Linked DNA regions of Danio rerio: region 1 is linked to region 2. A link is a contact called in public HiChIP or PLAC-seq data. All regions are on one chromosome and are shown on one strand. The core of a region is the stretch at or near the end of the contact, and the rest is flanking DNA. Distances in the headings are between cores, read along the strand shown.

The links. HiChIP or PLAC-seq counts read pairs in DNA pulled down with a chosen protein or histone mark.
Region 1: an H3K4me3 HiChIP or PLAC-seq map of embryo shows a contact between it and region 2, with 4 times the contacts expected there. The contact joins the promoter of ppp3ca here to the promoter of otub1a in region 2. A contact is called at or near these places in 1 of 18 Hi-C or Micro-C datasets (an unstated tissue) and 1 of 4 datasets of contacts at active chromatin or transcription factors (embryo).

Annotation. Positions count from the first base shown.
Region 1 is chr21:32,035,046-32,042,142 of GRCz12tu, reverse strand. It overlaps ppp3ca (protein phosphatase 3, catalytic subunit, alpha isozyme), which reads right to left and starts at 1,326. Exons shown (of 15, transcript NM_001198550.1): 1 at 1,059-1,326. The coding sequence starts at 1,113.
Region 2 is chr21:31,570,888-31,577,523 of GRCz12tu, reverse strand. otub1a (OTU deubiquitinase, ubiquitin aldehyde binding 1a) reads right to left here and starts at 3,160. Exons shown (of 7, transcript NM_001002411.2): 1 at 3,091-3,160; 2 at 2,627-2,688; 3 at 1,168-1,266; 4 at 887-1,005. The coding sequence starts at 3,136. It overlaps cox8a (cytochrome c oxidase subunit 8A), which reads right to left. Exons shown (of 2, transcript NM_001303053.1): 2 at 4,795-5,166. The coding sequence ends at 5,056.

The DNA.
Region 1 (7,097 bases), core at 77-2,576, 470 kb before region 2:
ATTGTGCAAAGAGAATACAAAGTACATTCGTACAAATTTATCATCAAGAATAAAGACATTTGTATGGGATATAATATATCGAGAGATTATGCATGAACCTCTGTAGCCTGGGAGAAATAATACAAATTGTTGAAATGCATACACATTAAAATGCCTGTGTATGTGTGTGAGTCAGATAAAGTATTTTGAAAGGTTGTGTGACCAATTGTATTAATAAACAAATAAAAATGATTAAAAAAAAATGTTGGCTTCACTGACCAGCAGTTTGGGCTTAAATGAGTAGTTTTGTCCGTCTTCTTTTTATTATTAAATTATGGTGCAAGTCATGTTTTGAGATTACTTTTACTTTCAAACTAATAACAAAAACGATCACGTGATCCAAACATGGTGGCCACCCTCTGGGTTGAATAAAATTGTATTTTCTGTAGTAAGACTACTTACGTGCATAGTTTACGTTTAGACATTAATACTGCTAAAGCAAAAAAATGACCGAACGTACCTTTAATTAAAATGACGTATAGTTTCTATACAGCACCATGACGCTAATATTCTGTCTCAATGATCTCCGCTTTCATGAACACTCGCGAATATTAATGTGCGCTACGTGACCAGCAAATGCGAGAAAATCAATCAGACGCAACGGGGGCGTGACAGTTCCCAGCTCGAATGATTTACCTTCAGACTCAGAGGCTTCCCTGGAGAAAGCAAACAGCTCAGATACGCGCCGAAAACCCCTATTGCTTCCATTGTCTATGAAGAAAATACAGGAAGGGCTGCGTGATGCCACCTAAAATCCTGCTGCATCACCGCCTCCACTGGATCTGCCTTATTTAACGCGTCTCCCCCGACCTACCTGCCTGTGACTCGATTAACACCAATCCAAAGCAAAGACAAAATCATAAACACTTCAATCCAGAACGTAAACCGATCACATTAACAAACGCGCCCGATGCGTCTTAATTAGCATTAGTAGCCCTATATAAGTACGGCGCGACATCGCAAAAGAAAAAACCCAGGTAAGAAGCAAATAGGTAGGGAAATATGCGCCATTCACTTACATTTCACTACCCGATCGGTGGAGTTCAAGACCATGTCGGCGTTAGACATCTTCATGGGCAGTGAATGTCTCCAGGCGAATGTGTTTCTCCCTCCTCGCAGAAGAAGCGCTTTATTCTCGGCGTGTGTTCGCGGTGACGAGATGCGGTTGGTGCAGTGGCATCACTCGGATGCGTCTCCTCCGTGTCTCACCGCCGGATGATGATGATGGTGCTGATGCTGCTGCTGCTGTTGCCTGGAGAGGTTGGAGGAGGACGATGCTTCTTCTGCTGCTGAGACTGAGACTGTCGTGAGTGGGAGGATGGTGCTGCTGATGGGGTGGAGGCGGTGGAGGGAGAAAGAGAGAGAGAGAGAGAGAGAGAGAGAGAGAGATCGGGAGATCCTTTCAGCGCGTTGCACCACCCCGACATGGCGAAGCAGGGAACTCCCACGCACCCGCGAGAAGAGGCTGCGTGATGCTGCCATCAGGTGGAGATGAAGGGCTTTCCCGAGGACGCAGACGATGGATGATCGATTTGAAATGCCACTCAGGTCTGGGCGAGTGTACGTGGCGGTGTCCCGCGTGTGGCATCGGCCCAAAACTGTTATTTGAGAGATTTTTTTATTTATTTATAGACAAATAAGCAGAGTTGCTGTGCTCATTTAAACGGAAATTGTGGATAATGACCACAATTATGGTTAATGGTGCTTCAGTAAGCTACAAAACTTGGAATTAGACAAAACTGTCATTTAAAAGGCATTAAGCAAATTTACTGACTGCTTTTTTACATTTGGTTTATAATGGCTGTTGGAGTAAATGTGTCGTTTTATTATGCATTTAAATAAAAGTTTAAAGTACAATATTACTTTGACAACAATCTCTAATGTAAAATATGCCAAAAATATTACATTAAATGTGACATGACAGAATGATAAAAAAAACTTTGAAATTTTTTTTGTATTAGCCTTGCAGTGCATATTTTGTTGATAAAAAGATACTGTATAAAATAGCTTCAATTATACACTCAATGTTTTATTGTTTACTTATTACAAAACTTACAAAAAAATTATATAACATAAGGCAAAATTATATTTTTTAAAAACAGTTTATGGGATTTCAGTTTATCTGTAAATAAAAGTTAGTGGGACAAAAATTACCAGGACAGATGACTCTAGCATCGTTTATTGTAGGTAATTTAAAAAGCTGATAATTTGCCAAAAAAGGGAACGTAAACTGACAGAAAAATTAGGACTGAAGTAATATTCAGTGAGCCCATATGAAGTAAATAATAGAAACATTACAGTGGCAGTCATTTCTACGCCGTTTGTGCAGATTATTCAATCATTCATTAAATTTCCTTCAGCTTAGTCCCTGCTTGTCTGGGGTTGCCACAGCGGAATGAACTGCCAACTGTTCAAGCATATGTTTTACGCAGCAGATGTCCTTCCAGCTGCAACCCAGTTCTGGGAAATACACACACTCCTGCATCACTAATTGTGTTCACCCAATTCACCTATAGTGCATGTCTTTGACGCCCAGAGGAAACATGCACACACGCAAACTCCACACAGAAATGCCAACTGACCCAGCCGGGACTTGAACCAGAGACCATCTTGCTTTGAGGCGACAGTGCTAACCACTGAGCCACCTGGTCACCCCTGATTAGTAAATGAAATTAATAAAAAGGTTAATTTACCAAAGACAACATTACAGAATGCAAAGTGAAAAAATATACATAATGAAGAAATTATTCTAAAACATGCTGTATTATCTATAAAAGTTGCTGCTTTAAATAAAAATAGTTGTAGAAGTAATTTCTATACCAACTGCCTTTTATTATTTATTTGAAAAAATCTGATAATTTACAAAAAATAAATAAAGAAATGACAACATAAGGCAAATTACAGAATGAGTATTCAGAACTTATCGTATTGTAAATATGGCATTTCAGTATTAAATCTTTAATATACATATATATATATATATATATATATATATATATATATATATATATATATATATATATATATATATATATATATATTCTAAATTACAGTGACAGTTTTTTTCAATTTCATTAAAACATTTTATATTTGCAAAAAATGCAAATATAACATTACAGAAGACAATATGACTAAGTGATTTTTTGTACAAATAATGTTGTGAAATTGTAAAAAATAATTATATCTTTCAAAAATAATATGCTAATACAAAAAATACTGTAACCGTCATTTCTGCACAAATCATTTATATCAAGTCATGAAAAATGGTGACACATGAACTAAGACAAAGGGACAATATTTTTCAGAAATGATTGTAGCAAATGTGTTTTTTAATGTAGCAGTCAAAGAGAGGAGTTGAATTGGAGAGCTAGTGGAACATAGATCCACACTGCTAATCAGACGCTTTCTTCTCTGATATGTTAAAACAGCTGTGAATACAGTGAGGATAAACATTTATATTATATTATATTATATTTCGGAATAATGGATCCTTGCTGTATCTTCAATTCCCAAAGTGCAAAAAGTGAAAATTGGGTTAAAGTGAACAGAGTATTTTAAATAAATTTATATTATAAAGCTAGATTTATTTATTAAATGTTTTTATTATATTTGTTTATATAAAATGTACATTGCTTTGCATTCATTTGCAAGCACTTACATATGTGAACACCAGGAAATGTTATTTGTGCAATTTCTGAATTTGGGAACAGCAAATCTATAGATTTGAGAAAACAAAGTATGTGATCATATGTGCATTTTATAGCACATTACAGCCTTTACATCATAAAGAGAGAAAAGTCTTTCTGACTCTGTTTGCAGAAATTAATTAATGTGAAGTGTAATGTAATGTGCATTTATATCACATATATTGTGAATGTCCATACACCCAAAGAGCTTTATAGTCATGAGGGGCAGTGCAAGGTTATGCGTCGGCACCTGGATGATGCAACAGGAACCACAGGACAATGGTGCCAGTGCATGAACCACACACCAGCTGCATATAATGGGTGACCGTAACAGTGGTAGAGGAAATTCAGTGAATGGTGAGGGTTATGAGAATATGATGGGTAAGAGCTAAGGGGAGAAATCTGGCACCAAGAAACCAGATTTACACTCCTACCCTTTACAAGAACTGACATAGGATTTTCAGTGAGAGTCAGAACCTCAGTTTAATGCCTCATCCAAAAGATTGCCCTGCCATAGCCTCATCATATAGAGTCCCTGTTGCTATACTGGGGTATTAGGACTCACACAGACAGCAGGTTGACAACCTAGTTTTCTTGTGTGTTCTCCCATCCAGGTACTAAACAGGTTTAGCTCTGCTTGGCTTCAGGGAGTAATAGGTCTTGGTCTGCAGGGGATATGGCTATGAATCCTGTCACAAAATTATCAGTGACTTCCGTAGTAAATTATATATTTTTTCTGCCATAAACTTGAAAAATAATTAATCTACAAACTGCTGGTTAAAAGGAACACTGCATATATTTCTGGAAATAGGCTCTTTTACATTGCCCCAAAAGTTAAACCGTTGAGTTGCACCACTTCTGAATTTATGCAGCCGATTACTGGGCCTGGTGGGAGCACTTTTAGCATAAATCTTTGGATAAGACATGCTAATGGTCTGACCCAATTCAATGATCTATGCTAAGCTAAACTAAGAGGTCGCAGCATTAGACCTGGAGATCAGCTGAATGGATTCAGAAATGGTACAACTCGACTGTTTAACTCTTGGGGAGTTGAGAATTTAGTCTACTTCCAAAAAAAGTGCAGTATTCTAAGGGCAAAACTAGCGAATACGCTATTTGTCAAAGACAGGGTTTGAACCCAGGTCTCCAGTGTCAGAGTCTGAAGGCTAATCACTGAGCCAGACAATGAACCTTACAACAAGACATTACTTGCACTGTGAGAGATTTACAAAAAATAAAAATCCAGATTAGAAAAAAAAAAAAAAAAAAGCAGAGATAAAAAGGACTTACAGAGGAACAAAAAGGCGAACAGGCAAAATATCTTTGGACAAAAACTAGAGCAGGAGAAACACATCCAAAAAAAACTAAAAAAAGATAATGTAGCCCAAAACTCTAAGTAGACGAGACTTTAGAAAAGCAAGCTAAGACTTACGATAACCAAGGGCTAGCATCAACAATAACCGAGCAAAGAATCGGGAAACTAGTCAACTTAAATACACATGACATAACAGGACACATTTGAAAACAATCACGTAATAATTACTGAACTCATACAACACATGGGGAGAACTGAGGACATCTAGAGGTGGAACAAAATCATAACATGTAAAAACTAAAGTCATAAAATGACAGATCCTGACACTTGTATCTAATTCAACCATTTACACAAAAGCTCATTCAGCGAAGTGAAGCCTTTCCTCCATTAACATCCATTTAAAATGGCCTCTTTGTCTCCTCATCTGTGTATTGGCAAAGCTAGAGCATTAGCTATTAATATTTTTTTTTTTATTGGTTAAAATGGCAGACTTGGCTTCCATGAGCTTTGTTGTTGACATATTAGAGCATTTGTGTTTATATGGATGGAGTAGTTTAATTTCATTTATGTTGTTCACTCTGTTTAATCAGCATCTTTAAGCAAGCAATCTTGCAGTTTACTTAACTGTTTGCTGTCCTAGCTGAATTAAGCTGGTCAAAATGGCTGATCAACTGAAAAGAGAAAATCACATGGTTTCTGCATGTTCCCAAGTTCATTTAAGACCTCAAAGACCAGTATGAATACAATTTAAGAACTATAACATGACATAAACACAAATAAAATGCAGTTACAGAATAACTTCTGAAGTAAATTAATTAATTCAAACATTCAAATTAAATATGAAGAAAGTGCTAAAAATACAAATAAATAAATAACTGCACCAGTTCATTGAGAATTTCTTTTTAATTTAATTCAATTAATATTTATTTCTGTAGAGCTTTAACAATGTAGATTATGTCAAAGCAGCTTAATAAAGAAGTTCTAGTAAATTTAAACTGTATCAGCCAGTTTTCAGAGTTAAAGTTCAGTTTAGTTCAGTTCGTTGTGGTTTAAATTTCACTGCTGGAAGTCCAAACACTGAAGAGCAAATCTTAATCAATCCTAATCCTAATCATCCTATATCAAGTCCCAAACCAAGCAAGCCAGTGGCCACAGTGGCGAGGAACAAAACTTACCAATTGACGAAAGTGAAGGAAAAAAACCTCGAGAGAAACCAGGCTCAGTTGGGCATGACCATTTCTCCTCTGGCCAAACTTTTTGTGCAGGGCTCCAGTAGCTGCCCAAGGCTGAAGAATGCTGGACGTCCATCATGGAGAAGCTGCAGGTGAAGGAATTTCACTGGTGGGTGTTCAGGTCTTTCAGGAGTCACTGGGGTCTTTTCGGAATCAGTCTCATGGTCTCTGCTATTCCATGACCACGGCAGCATCTGCTCAGGATACGGCCTGTTCCAGGATTATGGATACCTTGGCATCATCTCTTCATAGGTCTTGGATCACATCAATGCTGCACAATCTCTAGAGGCCTCGGGATGAGTATCCCCAGGTGGAAAAAAAGAATAGAGAAAATAATTAGGGTATGTCTATAATGCATTTAAACACAAAATGCATATGAACATTTGAGTTTTTCTAGCAAATTGTCTGGTGCATTAAGACAGATTGTGTCCTACAGGTGGTTGTCAAGTTCACTCACCTGCTGGGAGCACACTTATGCATCTTACCATATTGTGATGCATTGTGTGTCAGCTTCACTAAAAAGATCTTTAATTTAGTTTTGAACTGAGAGAGTGTGTCTGAACTTCAGAAATCATCAGGCTATTTCCAAGTTTATAAACCATAAATGAGAATGCTCGACCTCCTTTAGTAGAAGTTGTTTTGCAAGGGCACAAATTAAATGGAGTTTGGTTTACCCAAATAAATTAATTCACCCAAATAAATTCAACTATGTCATCATTTACTTACTTTTTACTTATTTCAAACCTTTATGAGTTTCTGTTTTTTCTACTGAAAGCAAAAGAAAATATTTTGAAAAAAGATTTAAACCTGTACCCATCAACTTTC
Region 2 (6,636 bases), core at 1,911-4,410:
TTCATTCAGACTGAGCTTATTTGGATAGATTAATGTGTTTTACATGAATGTTTTATTCCAATTAAACTTTAAATCCGACAACGTATTCATTATGCGGGCACAAGTAAACATAGCCAATGAAAAATGATGTGACAATGGCTGCCAATTATAAAGCATTTACCATCTTAAAGGACCACTTCATTGCAAAATTAAAATTCTGTCAGCGTTTCCTCACATTAATGACAATCCAGAGAGCGTGAAAGACTTTTGTTTATGTTCAGAATATAATTAGAAGCGAGTTGTAATAAAATCAGGAAAGATTTATGTTCCTCGACTTAAATTCTATTCATGCAAGATACTAAATTTAAACACTTTTCAAAATTAAAAAAATATATATTTTTAAGCAGGTTTTAGGTAAACAAGTTGTCAGCAGAGGAACATAAATTCAGAATTGAGTTCTGAAGTAAAGCAAAAGTCTTGTGCATTCTTGTGCACCATAATTTGGTGATTAAATGATGGCTGAATTTTCATTTCGGATTGAACTAAAGGATATTATTATACACAAATTTTAATTCTGTCATCATTTAATCATGCTCTAATTATTCTAAACTTAATTTTCTTCTGTAAACAGAAGATATTTTGATAGAAAACGGTATCCTTCGACTTTCAACTAGGGATCTAACTGACTACTAGTTTACAATATTCTTAAATATATATTTTCTTTAACTCACAAATGTTTTTAACCACTTGAGGTTTAGCATTTATTGAAAATGCTGTTTTTTTTTAGCTGAACCCTTAAGCATCCAGCTTTATGAAGCAATATCCATTCATATTCATTCATTCATTTAGACACATAAACAGCTGATGTTAATTCATTGGATCTGAATGTAGACTATCAGAAGTTTACCGGTGTAATTCTTTACTGTCTTCAAGTAAAGACTCCAGATGTGAGAAACCAAAGGCTCTATAGAAACAGTTTCCATCTGGTCGCGTTTTGCGTACAGAAGAGTACTTCTTCTGCAAATCCTGTTGACAGCAACATTTATAACAGATAACAGAGATTAAATGTATTTGTGCATTAAACACTACTCTTTTAGCTTTAGTGTATAAGATAAGGGGATAAGACAAAGATGATAGTTTACGCATAACAACCTATAAGCATTGACTCTGAATGGAAGCTAGACTTACTCTTATCTTCTGCTGGTAAATGGTGTCTTCGTCAGCATATTCTCGCTTAAGCACAGATAACTCCTGTCTTTCTGACACCAGAGAAATGCTGGTTGCTATCTGCAATGATATTCACGATGGGTTACAGTTTGAAACACTTTTTAAATGAGTAAGCAAAATATGTACAACAAGTGAGTGTAAATGGGCTGAAATGAAAGAAATAAGCAGGGTTTCAACAACTTTAGATTCCTTTCTTTTTATTATTTAGATTTTTATCATGTTAAAATGTCTGTATCATTTTTACACATTTTCAGTTTTAGTTTTACTTCAAGTCATAGTCTTAAAATATGTTTAGTTTTGTTTATTTAGGTATAACTAAAATACTATTATATGTATTATTAATATTTTCATTTTTATCATGTGTTAAAATGCCTGTATCATTTTTACACATCTTTATTTCAGTTTTAGTTCAAGTCATAGTCATAAAATATATTAAGTTTTATTCATTTGGGTATAACTAAAATACTATTGTATAAATTAATAATATTATCATTTTTATCATGTGTTAAAATGTCTCAATATCTTATTTACACATCTTTATTTCAGTTTTACTTCAAGTCTTTTTATTTATTAAGGTGAAACTAAAATAATATATGTATTAATAATATTTTCATTTTTATCATGTTAAAATGTCTCAATATCATATTTACACGTCTTTATTTCAGTTTTACTTCACGTCATAGTCTTAAAATATATTTAGTTTCATTTATTTAGGTATAACTAAAATAATATACATATTAATGATATTTTCGTTTTCATGTGTTAAAATGTTTTGATTTTTTTATACATTTTTATTTCAGCTTTACTTCAAGCGATAGTCTAATTTACTTTTATTTATTTTGGCATAACTAAAATACGATTATATGTATTAATAATATTTTTATCATGCATTAAATGTCTCAATATAATTTTTAAACATCTTTATTTCAGTTTTACTTTAAGTGATAGTCTTAAAATATGTTTAGTTTTATTGTTTTAGGTATAACTAAAATACTATTACAATATTTTTTATTTTATCATGTGTTAAATATCTTTTTTTTTTTTTTTAACAGTTTTTTGTTCCACTTTTACTTCAAGTCATAGTCTTAAAATACGTTTATTTTTATCCATTTTGGAATAACTAAAATACTATTCTATGTATTATAAATATTTTAATTTTTATCATGTTAAAGTGTCTCGATATCATTTTTACACATTTTTATTTTAGTCTTACTTCAAGTCAAACTAAATGGAAATAACAAATGTTGCCCGGGCATGTTGCCTTCCTGAAGTACATAAATCCTGTTTTATTCTGAAGGTTTTAATAAAATATATTTTTTCGAACTTACACAAATTCCACTGTACCAAAACAAAACCATCAATATTAACGTTACCCTAAGAACATGTCAAATTTCATAACAGAATTGAACACCACATTTACCTCTTGTTGAATTTTATCTTGCTGTGCAATAATGGCTTCATCATATGCGAGACAATTCAGCCCTGTTAAGAGAAAAAAAAAACATTAAGCCGATGATATTGACGAATATATCGATGCATTGACAAAACAGGCAAACAAATAAATATTTAATTTTATCGCTGTTAATACGAGCGTAATTATGTTTCTGCTTTTGTTTCCATGTGCAATTGATTTGTATGTTTATGTGTCACAAGAAAAACACATTTGTTTGTTAAACAGTTATACTGACTAAGCAAAAACAACTGCTTTGAAACATAAACAATGAACCCTCTGCTATTGTTATTAGCAGGATAGCAATGCGCTAACTGCTCGTCTCTTAACTTATGCGCCTCCGCCAACTCAAAATAACACCAGGATGTGCAAGTCGACACGAATCAAAATCAATTCTGGCCAAAACGCAATTAAACCTTATTTAATATTCTCACCATCAGCCTCCTTTTGAGAGATCTCCTGCTGTTGCTCTTCCGCCATGTTCCAGCTGAACAGTCATTTCCGGTCACCTGATTGACAGGCACCGCTTGAGATGAATCGACTTCCGGTCAACAAACTTTACCTGAACGCACGTTTCGAACATTGTTTTTTTCTTGTAAAAGCTACATGTAAGTACATTTCTCGACATTGTTACAAATAATTTAGAATGACCACCAAGTAAACATATAAGGCCCTAGAGAAAAACTCATTTTCTAAGCGTCTTTAAAATAAGGCTTAATATATACAAACAACTAAATTCTGAATATTATTTAATATTGTTTTTTAACATTCAGTTTACACAATGTTCATATATGTGGAGCTTTTAAAAAAGAATTGGTTAGAATAACAAAATAAATGTACATTAATTGTGATTTGGTGTCTACTAGGCATGGGACGATAACTGTTTTCAACATAACTGTTACCACGCTTTGGAAAAGGGTTTTAAAACTGCCCAAACTTTCTGCAAACCGTTCTGAAGGTATGTGTAAGATTTTTATTTACTTTTTTTAGGACAACAGTATCTTCAGGAGAAAAAAAAATCAAAAGAAGCCCTTTTAAATGGTAATAAAATGTGATTTGAAACTATTGAAGACAGCTGACTTAAATGATTGATTTAAATGATTCAGCCTGACATGTTCATTGCTCCAAAATAATTGAAATGTTTCTCGAAATAAAATATATTGTGGTAAAAGGGGGAAAAGGTTTTTGTTTTTAACTACACATTTTAAAAGAATGTTTTAAAGCAGTAATCACAATCAAGTAAAATAGTGATAGGTTCAAGGTTATCATACCGTCAGAATCTTTTACCGGCCCATGCCTAGTGTCTACCAAACACTGATTACTGAACTCTTCTGACATCAAACGATGGTATTGTGCACTGTGTTGCCCAAAAGTGAATATAAAATGCCCAAACGCATCTTATTTGTGTTAACTTCTTAAAGTCAAGTGCTGTTTTGGGCTTTCCGCCTGTCCAAATTTGAAAGCTACCCAAATTCACATGCAGAGGTGTAAATACAAAAGTTTGGTATCATTTTAAAGAAAGCCCCTTCAATTTTTATAAAACACTGTTGTAAGTGAATAGAATAATTGTATATTTTGTCTGTGTTATAATAAACCACATCAAAAAAGAGGCGCTTTTATTTATTTTTTTGTAAACTCAAATTTGAAAGAGTACCTTTTAGGTTCTGTGTGGTCTAAGTTTCTGTAATTAATTTAGGTGGTTCCTGCACGTGTCAGTAATCATAGGAAAAAAAGAAATATGTCTCGATCATAATCTTTGTAAAAGTTATTCTTTTCCAACTGATAAGAGAATAGAACCAGGGTATTGGGCCAGTATGGACCTTTAAAATTTAAAGAATGCAGAAGTAAATGACATCACAGACCCGGTACCAGACCAAACAAGAAATCAAAACAATCACACAATTATTAATATTATTTCATTAAATGTAAAAATGCTTTTGTGAGCACTTCTGATAAAAGGTCCAAAAGTTTTGTTGACTGTTTCTAACATTTAACTTATATTTGTTGCACAAGCCTTGCAAATATACCTTAAATAAATAGCTTTCAAACAGGATTTTCTTAGTTAGAAAAAGTGCATTATATTGTGTTTAGTTCCACTACTGTCAATAGTAAAAGCAAAATGAGAGCCAAAGATAATGTAAGATTTAAATAATGGTTTATTTCAGATGTAACAGCTTCAGGTTGAGAGAATTGACACACCCATTATTCTATGTTATTAAACAGTTGACAACAAGGAGCAAACAGCTCAGCGTAAAGAAGACCGGAGTGTCTGGAGGAATGGAGAGGTAGCTGGGTGCCTCAAAGAAGAGAAGTTGTGCAGGTAAATCTGTGCGATGGTGGTCCCGACATGTTAAAAGCGATAAAACCGGACAAACTGCTTTCAGTCCATGACAGATGGATCACTCAGACTCGACCGAGTCCCTCTTCTTGTAGTTCTCCAGGTTGGACAGAACCCATCCGGCTGGTCCCAGGATGGCCAGAGTGAATATGGCCAGAGCGGCTGTTGTCTCCTGTAGAAACACACAATAAATGTGGGTGTTAGGCTGGTACACATTGTTTTTTCACTGTAATTTCCAGTATAGAAGTCATATAAGATTATTACAACATATGCACTAGTCAAGTTTACAGAATTGAGCTGTAATTTATTTATTAAACATTTATTCTGTAGCTAAGGCTTTTTAATCCCCAAAACTTTAATATATATATATATATATATATATATATATATATATATATATATATATATATATATATATATATATTTTATTTAACCTCCTTCAGACAATCTAATACTATTGTCAAAAAAACATTCGACAAGATGTTTAACTAATACTGTGTTACTTGGTGATTAATAGTCAATAAATATACCAAAACTTTTACCACTTTTAGCAAACCTATTTAATAGCTTTAGTCAAGTTCTGAAATAAGTCATTCTGTGAAATGATGTGGCTTCTTACACAGAATAAAGCGTGCAACATTTTTTTATAATAGCATTCGAAGCAGATGCTGCAGATTCTGAAGCATATGTTGTTGTGGTCAATCCCGTTGAATCAAATGAAAGCAGTTTAATGTTCTGTTTGTCTTGCGCTACAAAGATTTACCATTGAGTGTTATTTCCTTGTTTTTTGGGGGCATATTTGGTTGGTTGGTGTAACTCATGAGGGAGAGCGCACCTTTGGAGTACATTTTCACATCACCATACTTTCCTCACATGATGTGCAAGACATTCGCAGCTTTTGCAAAATTGCAAATATGATTTTATGTTGATATACATCATTCAGTCCTAGTTTTGTCCATTCTTTTACATGGCAATGGCATTTTGAGAACTTAAAACAGGTTTTAAAGAGTGCTTTTAAAAATTATGCCATTATCTTTTCTGTGTAAACATTCAAAAAGGGAATCGTTGAAAACGGTGATGATACTATGTGTGTGTAAAGGCTGGGACACACCAAGCTGACAGTCGGCCGTTGGACTTTGTCAGGCCAGCCAGTTAGTTTGGTGTGTTTCACACATCATCTCTTGACGGGTTAAATGTTGGATCAAGTTGGCATGATTCAACATGTAGAATCTGCTAAAGAGTGTGCCATGGTTGGTTATTATTCAGCAAAATAAGAACATGAACAAAAACAGAGCATAAAGATTCTAGGTGAAATTTCACAACATTTCTCAAATACTTGCAACAATATGGATAATTAGATTATCAGACATATTTGCATAAATGAACCTCTCCATGGTGAAAGACAATTACTGTGGGACAAAAAGTACTAAATGCTCCTTTGTTTTTATGCTTTGCAAAATAGTTGCATTGCAATTCTCTTTTAATGATTCTGGATCAATTCTCACGAGTTCAGAATTGATTCTGTATTCAAATTAGTTTTGTTTTATGTTGATTGGTTGCAACAATTTGGGCCTGTGCTGGCACCTGCTCTAAACAGAAACAAAAGGCTAATCGGCCCACATATGCATGCTGCAGAATTTGC